3 separate regions of the Sus scrofa genome follow, and all the other regions are linked to region 3. Evidence: chromatin contacts called from public Hi-C data. All regions are on one chromosome and are shown on one strand. Each heading gives the region's core, a stretch centred on a gene start, on an enhancer-like site or on the middle of the called end of the contact. The rest is flanking DNA. Distances are from core to core; before and after follow the strand shown. Region 1 holds the start of MBOAT7 (lysophospholipid acyltransferase 7). Region 2 holds the start of PRKCG (protein kinase C gamma type). Region 3 holds the start of CDC42EP5 (cdc42 effector protein 5).

Region 1 (2,700 bases), core at 201-2,700, 2.9 Mb after region 3:
ACAGGTGAACAAGGTGAGCCCCAGGCCCACAGCTGCTGCCCCCCATCTCTTCAGCCCGGGTCCTGCAGGGAGAAGGCACAGCATAAGCATGGAACATTCCAGGGGTCCCCCCCAACTCAGGTCGCCCCCCCCCCCTTATTTTCCACTGGGGAGGGAAACTGACTCACCAGCTTTCTTAAAGAGGAAGCCGATGGGGATGGAGATAAGAAGAACCACTAGATATGTCCATTCTTCGGGTGACATGTTCTGGGGGAGGGGCGGAGGTTCACAGTGAGAACCCCGGAGTCTGGGCCCCCAGCCCCTCCCCCTTGGAGGATTCAGGAATCCGCTCCCCTGGTTCCCAGTTGTAGAGGATCACGGAGTCCTATCCTCAGCTCCTCTTCCCTGAGAACACAGGAATCCCGACCTCCAGGTCCTTCCTCCCAGGATAAAGGAAGCCACTCCCAGAAGTTCTCTTTTGAGAACCCGGGGTCCCAGTCCTCTTCTCCTTTGAGAACCCACAAATTCAAATCTTCCATTCCTCTCCAGCTTCGAGGATCCAGGAACAGAGTCCCTCTCTTATTCCCCCTCCCCCAGTGAGAACCCAGCTCTCCAGACCTCCAGCCCTTCCTTCTTCGAGGCAGGCCTCCAGCCTCCACCTCTTTCGGAGGTTGGGTTCCTTCTCTCATCTAAAGCCCCGAGAGCGCGCCCCGCTCCCTAGCCCCAACCCCGCGCCGGCTGCGTGCACCAAGCGCGTGTCAGATGGGCCCAGGCAAAGCCACAGGCGGTTACGCCACTCCAGAGCTCCTCCGCGCTCCAGGCACCGCCCCCGCAGCCCATCGACCCACCGATCCGCAGCGAACCCACGCACTGTCCAGACCCCTCCCGGTCTCCGGGGCGCCTCTACACCCCAGCTCACCTGGGCCCGCGACTCCACGCCGCCAGCAGGGGAGGAGGCGGCCAAGCAGTCCCAGCGCGCGGGCCCGGCGGGGCCAGCCACGCCTACCCCGCCCAGCACGCCTCCGCTACCCCCGCCTCTTTGGGGGCCGGTTCGGCTGCGCCGTGTCGGGCCGGGTGCGCAGCGCCGGGTAGGTTCCCGGCTGCGCAGAGAAGAAGCCTGGACTAAGAGCAGGCAGCAGGAGTCAGCTGCTGGACCAGGACTCTTGGTCAAGAGTCACTGGCACGCAAAAGGGCGGGGTTTCGGGCTCGGAAAGGGGAGGGGCCAGAAGCTTCCGCCTCTTAGGGACGCGACCAGACGTGAGAAGGAGGGCGGAGCCTGGAGCTCAGCGCTCGGAATGAGGCGGGGCCTCCACTTCAGGTTCCTCGGAGCAGAGATGGGAGGCGGCTTGGAGGCGGGGCCACAAGCCGAAAGTCTCTGTCCGGATGTGGGCGGGGCCAAAAGCTTCGCCGGATGTAGGCGGAGCCACCGCGTCGGTTTCCTTCGGAGGTAGTCGTGTGCAAGTGACAGTCCCACCCCAATCGGGTTGCTGATAGGCAAAGTCTCCTGTGTAGGAGGGAGGCCGAGCCACGGACTTGGCCAACAGGAAAGAGGCAGGGCTCAGAAGAACTCTGAGGGGGTGGAGCAAACAGCGCCCCTCGGTCTAAAGGGGGCGGGGCCTCGGGCAAAGGGGGCGGGGCCAGCGCACGGAGCCTCCCATTTCTAAGTCGCGGAACAGAATCGGTGGAGGGAGGTGGGCTTCGAGGGGCTGGCCGGAGGTGAGGCTCCGCTTTAGGGCAAGACGGGGCTACGGCCCTGTGGGGCGGGTCCCAGACTTCCCGCTCCGCTGAGGTGGCGGCGTGACGAAATCGACGCAGGGGGTCGACATGGGGGGTGGAGGAAGCAGCGCGTGGCGCGCGACGTAGGGGGTGGCACCGCCGGGACAGCGAGCTGGTGTTTACGAGGTGACTAGCTGGTTTTATCAGAGGACGGGGCCACATTCTGAAGGGAGCGCTCGCCAGTGGGGTGAGCCCGCCCGAGCGGAGAACGAACAGCATGTGCTCAGGGGACTGGGCCGCCGGCTGTGGGGTTCGATCGCGCGGCGGGAACTCCCTAAACTAGGGGAGCGCTGGCGGCCAGAGGGGGCCGGGCCTCAGGCTGTGGGATTGACGGGAGCCGAAGACACTCGAACGCAGTACCCCTTGGGTTCGGAGGGGCGGGGCTGCAGGTTCGGCTGAGCCGAGGACGGCCGAACACTCGGGCAGGGGCGGGGCTTCGTATTTGGAGAGCGCGACTCAGCGGGAAGAACCCGAGGCCGAACCTCGGGAGTTGGTTCGGAAAGAGGAGGGGCCAGGTCCCGAGCCACCGGAGGAGGGCGGGGCTTTGGCCTCCGAGGTCCCGGCACCTGACGGGAACACCCGAAGGGCGCTGCCGAGATGAACCTTTCGAAGAGGGCGTGGTCTGCGCTAGGGCAGGTTTTCCGTCGAGGCGCGGAGGCCGGGACAGCAGTACTAGCCCAGACCCGAGGGCTGACCGCTGGGTCCCTCGGACCCGGCGGCTCGGTCACGCCCGGGGCCTGGCGGGCTCGCCCGGGGTGGAGCCTGGTGCCCAGGGGGCGGGGCCCGCTCCGCAGGTGGCGAACGCGGCCCGAGCGAGGCTCCACCCCCTGAAACTCGAGGGAGGGGCTTTGTCCAGACCCACCACCCCCTCCCCGGGAGGTGGGAGCGCTGGGTGTCGAGAGCTTGCAGCTCTTGGCGTGACTACTGTGCCCCTGGCCTCCCGCA
Region 2 (2,700 bases), core at 14-2,513, 2.6 Mb after region 3:
CCCTAGGCCCCACCTGGTGCTCAGCCTCGCCTGGGATTGGATCCAGAATTTTTGCCGAGCTTCCAAAAGCCCACTGCCTACAGGCCATCTTAAAGGAAGCAAGGACTGGAGGCCTTCCATCCCGGCTACTCCCTGAGGTGCCAAAAAAGGAGCTGGCAAAAAGTGCAGGGTCTTGGAGTGAAATAGGTGTGAGGGGCAGTGATGCCGCCCTCCAGCCTCAGTGTTAAAAATAGTATCTCCTGCCTTTTGCCGGAGAAGAAAAAAAATGGCCACTGCCAGCCTTAAAGCTGATATTAAGCTGATATTCTTTTTTTTTTTTTTTTTCAAAACATTTATTTCGGGGGGTGGGGAATGGTTGCTGTGCCAATGTGAAAAGAATTGCCTTGCTTGAGTGTGTGGTGCACACACGTGTTTCTGCGTGCTAGTTTGCTTTCTGCTGCTGCTTCCTGCTTCTCTGGGACTCACACGCCTAACATGATCTATATAAATGTATAAATATATATTTTATTTTTTTTTAATTCCCCGGAGCTTCTGGTTCCCATCAGGCCTTGCTGTCAATCAGAGAGAGAAGCCTTGTCCCTTCTCCCACATCCATCATGTTCATTTTTTAAAAAAACTCAATATAAAGATAAAAGAAAGACTTGTGCTTGCTTTATTATCGGGATGGGCTCCAGAAAAGAGGGCAAGGCCCAGATTCCTGCGTCTGGTAGGAGAAAGGGGCTGGAGCCAAGAGAACTTTGGTCTCATGAGGAGGGGTAGGGGAGATGGACTACCTGTGTCTGGATTTTCTAAATTACTCACTCAAATCAGGAGAGCTAGTTGGAATAGAAATGAACAAGATTTCTCCTTTGTGGAAGTTGCATGAGCACTTCAGAAATTCAGTGTTTTGTTCTCAATGTGCAGCATCTTTCCTCCAAAATCAGTGCTTTTCTGGCTCCCCACTTCTCAGGAATAAGCTCTCAGGGCTGAAAACCCAGGCACTCGTTCTTACCAGTCAGTCAGTGGCTGGTCACATACTGTCTCTTCCTCCTCTTAAATCCTATTTTTATCTGTCCCATTCTCCACAAGTTCCTTTCATTTTGTTTCATTTGAGCTATGGCCCTGGCCTCCTTCATCCCACCTCTAGCACATCCTGGCCCTCCTGGAGGGATACTCTGCTTTCAACGTCCAGATCTGATCCTGCCCTCCCCTGCTCAAATCCTTCTAGATCCTACTCCAGGTGGCCCACAGGTAATACCAACGGCCCTCAGTCAAGGCCTTCAGCATCTGATCCTGCCTGTATCCCCACTCCCAGCTCCGTTTTACCCTCAGTTCTAAGCTCCTTGACACACCTGGTCAAGAGAACACCCTGATGAGCAAATGAATTCCTCCGCAATGAATCTCTCACAGGTAATTTTGTTTCTCCGGCCTGATGAGAATCCCAAAGAAACATGAATCTGGGCAAATTCCGGGATCATGCAACCCATTTCTTGCACCACCTACATCGGCAAAAGCAATTGGGAAGAGACACTGCAAGGGAGGGAAGGGTCCCGCTGGAGAAGTGGGGGAGGGCTAACTAGAGCAGGGGCATGTCTTTGTGGTTAGGAAAAGCCTCCTTTCCATCTCTGCAGTATCCACTCCAGAATTCTGACCTACTCCAGTCCCTACCTTCTCAGAGGACATCGCGCCCCCCCACGTCTCCCCCATCCCAAGCTTGAACTCTGTCTGGAAGGCATCTGACACAGTAGCTGTAGAACCCGAGGATGATAGGCTCGTGGCTCGGGAAAGAACCCAAGCAGAACTGGAACAGAGCGCGGTGGGATTCCCAGATCGGTTGTCCGGGCCACCCCGGCCCCTATCCTCTGTCCTGGGCCTCGGCGGACGCCTTGAGGGGGGCTAGAAAGCCAGGAGACACCATGTTGGGGGGTTAGGAGAGGATTCGGATTCTTTCATCTCCCATTCGGCTTCGGGAAGCCGGACCCCGACCCCCAAAAGTCCCAAAGAAGAAGTGGGGGGTGTCCCGAATCCCCAGGCTCCACGGCAGCGCCCCGCCCCTATTCGCGGGGCGTGCCGGGAGAGGAAGTTCTCGGCCGAGTTGCGAGAACAGCCGATCCGCAGGTCCAGACTACAAGTCCCAGAATGCATTGCACCCCGCAGCCGCGGGCGGGCCATGGTTGCCCTTGGCAACAGTGCGGGTCTCCCTGGAGCCTGGACGAAGACGCTGTGGCCAGCCGGGGGAGGAATCGAGAGCCACCAGAGAGAGGCAGAGACGCAGTTGGGGCGACGGAGGGGAGAGACAGGAGGAAACCGACAAGGACAACGTTCGGAGAGACCCTGCCAACCCCCAGACAGAGACGCACAGGGCATTCCCAAGCCAGCGAGGAACAGAGACTGAATCACAGAGAGACGTGGAGGAAGGGAGGGACCCCCCAGAGACGAGAAGGAGAGCCAGAGAGACAAATAGAGTAGGTGAGGAAGGGACAAAGATAGAGCTGGGGAGGAGAGGGAGAGAGATCAACTTAAACATTTAGATAGAGACCCCCAGCGATAGAGAGAAAGAGGTAAGCACGAACAGAGAGAGATTCGTAGAGATAGGAAGGGAGAGAGACAGACACTGAAGCATCTGCAAAGACATGGACACAGAGAGGAGGGGAGAGAATCAGAGGGAAATAGAAGAGGACGTAGAGAAAGAGACAGGGAGAGAGACAGAGATTGCCTCTC
Region 3 (2,778 bases), core at 148-2,647:
CAAGCTCCGTACAGAGGGGCTGTTGTTTGCGACAAACATAAAGGAAGCAGAGAGCAGGCGCGAGGATGGGACCGGGACCCGGCGATTGCGCGTGCACCGCCCCCCCCCCCCCCCCCCCCGCCCCAAGCTGCCCTCCTCCCGCCTCCATCCGCCCCCCGCCCCTTTCCTGCCCAGGCTCCAGCTGCAGAGGTGGGGGGCACAGCTGGCCCACCGCTGCCCCGCCTAGACAGAACAACCCCTCCAGATCCAGCCGGACTGGTTCTCAGCCCTTTGGAAGAGGCGACTGGGTGGCTGGGGCCCCGACGGGGCGGGGGGACTCCCCAGATCCCTTTGGGGCTCCAGTGCGTGCTTCCTGAGGCCACGTGGCTGAGGCCTGGATTTCAGCGGCCGCAGCCCCTTTGGCCGTCTGTACCGTTTTCCTCCGGACCTGACCAGGGACCCTAAGCCACCACTGCCCCTTACCTCGCAGTCCTTGCTGAAGCGGGCAGGCGTGCGCTCAGGCTCAGGCTCAAGCCGAGACCACCCCCCAACCCCGGCCACCTCTCCTTGGTTCGGAGCCTGCCTCCGCCTCCTGGTCCCAGGTCGGCGCCTTCCTTCTTCCTCCGGGCGGGGATCTCACCTGGCAGAGGAAGTGCCATGCGGAACCGGGCGGGGGATCCAGGACCCAGGTGTCCGGGACCACAGTGCCACCTCCTCAGGCCTCCCCCCTCTGAGCTTGCTGGAGTCCTAGCTCCAGAAGTCAGGGGTCCTAGCCCCCCTCCCTCGCCGGACCTAGGAGTCCAGGTCCCCGTCCCTCCGCCCACAGACCCAGAGGTCTAAGACCCACCCCTGGCAGACCCTGGCATCGAGTCCCTCCTCTACCTGCACCAGGAACGGAAGTGTCAGCCCCTCTCGGGGGCCATGGTAGGAGCCCAAACCGGAGCAGAGTTACCGCTCCGTCCAGCTCCGTCCGCCCTGGGCAGGGAGGGTTAAGGTGCAGGCCCCTCCCAGCCGTCCTTTTCCCCCAAAAGTTTGCTTCTAGGATTTAAAGGGCCAGAGAGCAGCTGTGGAAGCACTGAGGCCCCTCCTGGCTGAGTGTGGGGGCCGGAAGAGGCTGGGACTGGGAGATCAGGCCGAGGGGGTGGGGGATGGACGGGGAGGGCGGCCCCCCAGCCCGGCCCCTCCCCCTGCCAGCTTGGAATTTCCTGAAACTGGGGAAGTCTGGCTGTTTTGAAGAGTAATTTCTTCCAGATTGCAGCTGTTGGGGGAGTGTGGGGGCGGATAGAGAGCCAGCTGGAGATAGAGAGAGCCTGAGGTCGGGCAGTGAGACCAGCCAAAGGACGGAGGTGAACTAAGAGGGGCCGCCTCCCCACTGCTTTGCAGAGCTCCCGAGATGGAAGTCCTTGCCTGGAGTGCCTCATCCCTAGAAAGGTCATTCCATCACCGAGTGTGCCTGGCAGTGACAAGCAGAGTCAGACTAGAGTGTTAGGAGGATCTCTTGGGGGCCAGGGTGGGGGGGTCCTGACCTTAGAGAGCTGGGTCCCCAGAAGGAGGCTGGCTCGGCTGTGAGCTGCTGCTGGGACGGTGAGAGAGTTTAACTGATAACCAGGAAGTGTGGCTTAAACCCTGAACTGAATCCCCAAGGAGGAGTGGGAGTTCCCGGGGCTGAGGAGGTGAGGAAGTCTATCCAGAGCAGGCTGGGCTTCAGGGTGGAGCGGAGGGCACTAAGGCATGGCATGGGGCTTGGTGTGCCTGGAGAGTTCAGCCGGAAAGCCACGGGGAGCTTGGGGTTTGTTCTTTGGTGAGGGCAGGGTACTGAGCAGGAATAACAGAGTCAGGTCTGAGTGGTAAAGGGTTCCTTCCAGGATCCAGTCAGGAGCCAGACTGGACTAAGCCTGGGACTCACATACAAGGCAAAAGGGAAGGTGGGGGAATAATCACCCTAAACTTGGTCACCAAGGTAGTTTTTTGTTTTTACCACACCCACGGCAGGCGAAAGTTCATAGGCCAGCGGTCCAACCCACGCCGCAGCGGCAACCAACCAAGCTGCTGCGGTGCCACCACCAGCTCCTGAACCTGCTACTCCACAAGGGAACTCCCCACTTTAATCATTTTAAAGTGGCATTTAGTACAGCCACAACGTTGTGTACCCACGGCCTCTATCTAATTCCAAACCACTTTCATTACCTCAAAAGGAAATCTTGTGCCCCTTAAGCTGCCAGCTGGGGGCTAACTGGCTCCGAGATGCCGCCTGCATCCTCCTGCTACTTTCCATGTGTCTCTCCTCTGGCAGCGGTGGGCTGAGCCCCTCCTCATGCTGCACATCTCCCCGGTTTGCAGGCCTGTGGCACTTCCTCCTGCCTCCAGCCGGAGAAGGTCCGCTGCTTCTAGGGCTCATGGGACTAGATCAGGCCCCATCTGGATAATAGAGGTGATACAGCTGTACATACATTGGTAATAGATGTGGGTTAATGCCTTCCTTGATAACACATTAGGAGCTTGGGATCAACGGCTACACACTGCTGCAGATAAAGCAGATAAATGATAAGAACCTATGGCAGAGAACAGGGAACTATAGTGGATATTGTGTCATAACCTATAAGGGAAAAGAATCCGAAAAAGAACACGTGTGTGTATGTAAAATGAACAATAGAAATGCATGTAAAGATATGGGCAGGTATAAATAGAAACATATAACTTAGAATGTAAAATCTACCTACAACGTAAGATTTCAGATGTATAATTTAAGTATATTAGAATATATTTACACTATATATATATATATATATTTTTTTTTGT

Evidence for each region. A called contact is a pair of places that touch in the nucleus more often than the background predicts.
Region 1: a contact with region 3 is called in a Hi-C map of embryonic fibroblasts, with 1.7 times the contacts expected there. The contact joins the promoter of MBOAT7 here to the promoter of CDC42EP5 in region 3. A contact is called at or near these places in 1 of 5 promoter capture datasets (fetal liver) and 1 of 47 Hi-C or Micro-C datasets (embryonic fibroblasts).
Region 2: a Hi-C map of liver shows a contact between it and region 3, with 4 times the contacts expected there. The contact joins the promoter of PRKCG here to the promoter of CDC42EP5 in region 3. A contact is called at or near these places in 3 of 47 Hi-C or Micro-C datasets (embryonic fibroblasts, heart right ventricle and liver) and 1 of 2 datasets of contacts at active chromatin or transcription factors (skeletal muscle).

The regions. Positions count from the first base shown.
Region 1 is chr6:55,938,206-55,940,905 of Sscrofa11.1, reverse strand. MBOAT7 (lysophospholipid acyltransferase 7) reads right to left here and starts at 1,450. Exons shown (of 8, transcript XM_003127417.5): 1 at 899-1,450; 2 at 168-246; 3 at 1-62. The coding sequence starts at 243. It overlaps TSEN34 (tRNA-splicing endonuclease subunit Sen34), which reads left to right and starts at 1,419. Exons shown (of 5, transcript XM_021094875.1): 1 at 1,419-1,695.
Region 2 is chr6:56,234,246-56,236,945 of Sscrofa11.1, reverse strand. PRKCG (protein kinase C gamma type) reads left to right here and starts at 1,263. Exons shown (of 19, transcript XM_021094907.1): 1 at 1,263-2,700. It overlaps MYADM (myeloid-associated differentiation marker), which reads left to right. Exons shown (of 6, transcript XM_021094908.1): 6 at 1-640.
Region 3 is chr6:58,851,045-58,853,822 of Sscrofa11.1, reverse strand. It overlaps CDC42EP5 (cdc42 effector protein 5), which reads right to left and starts at 1,397. Exons shown (of 3, transcript XM_021094975.1): 1 at 862-1,397; 2 at 463-619.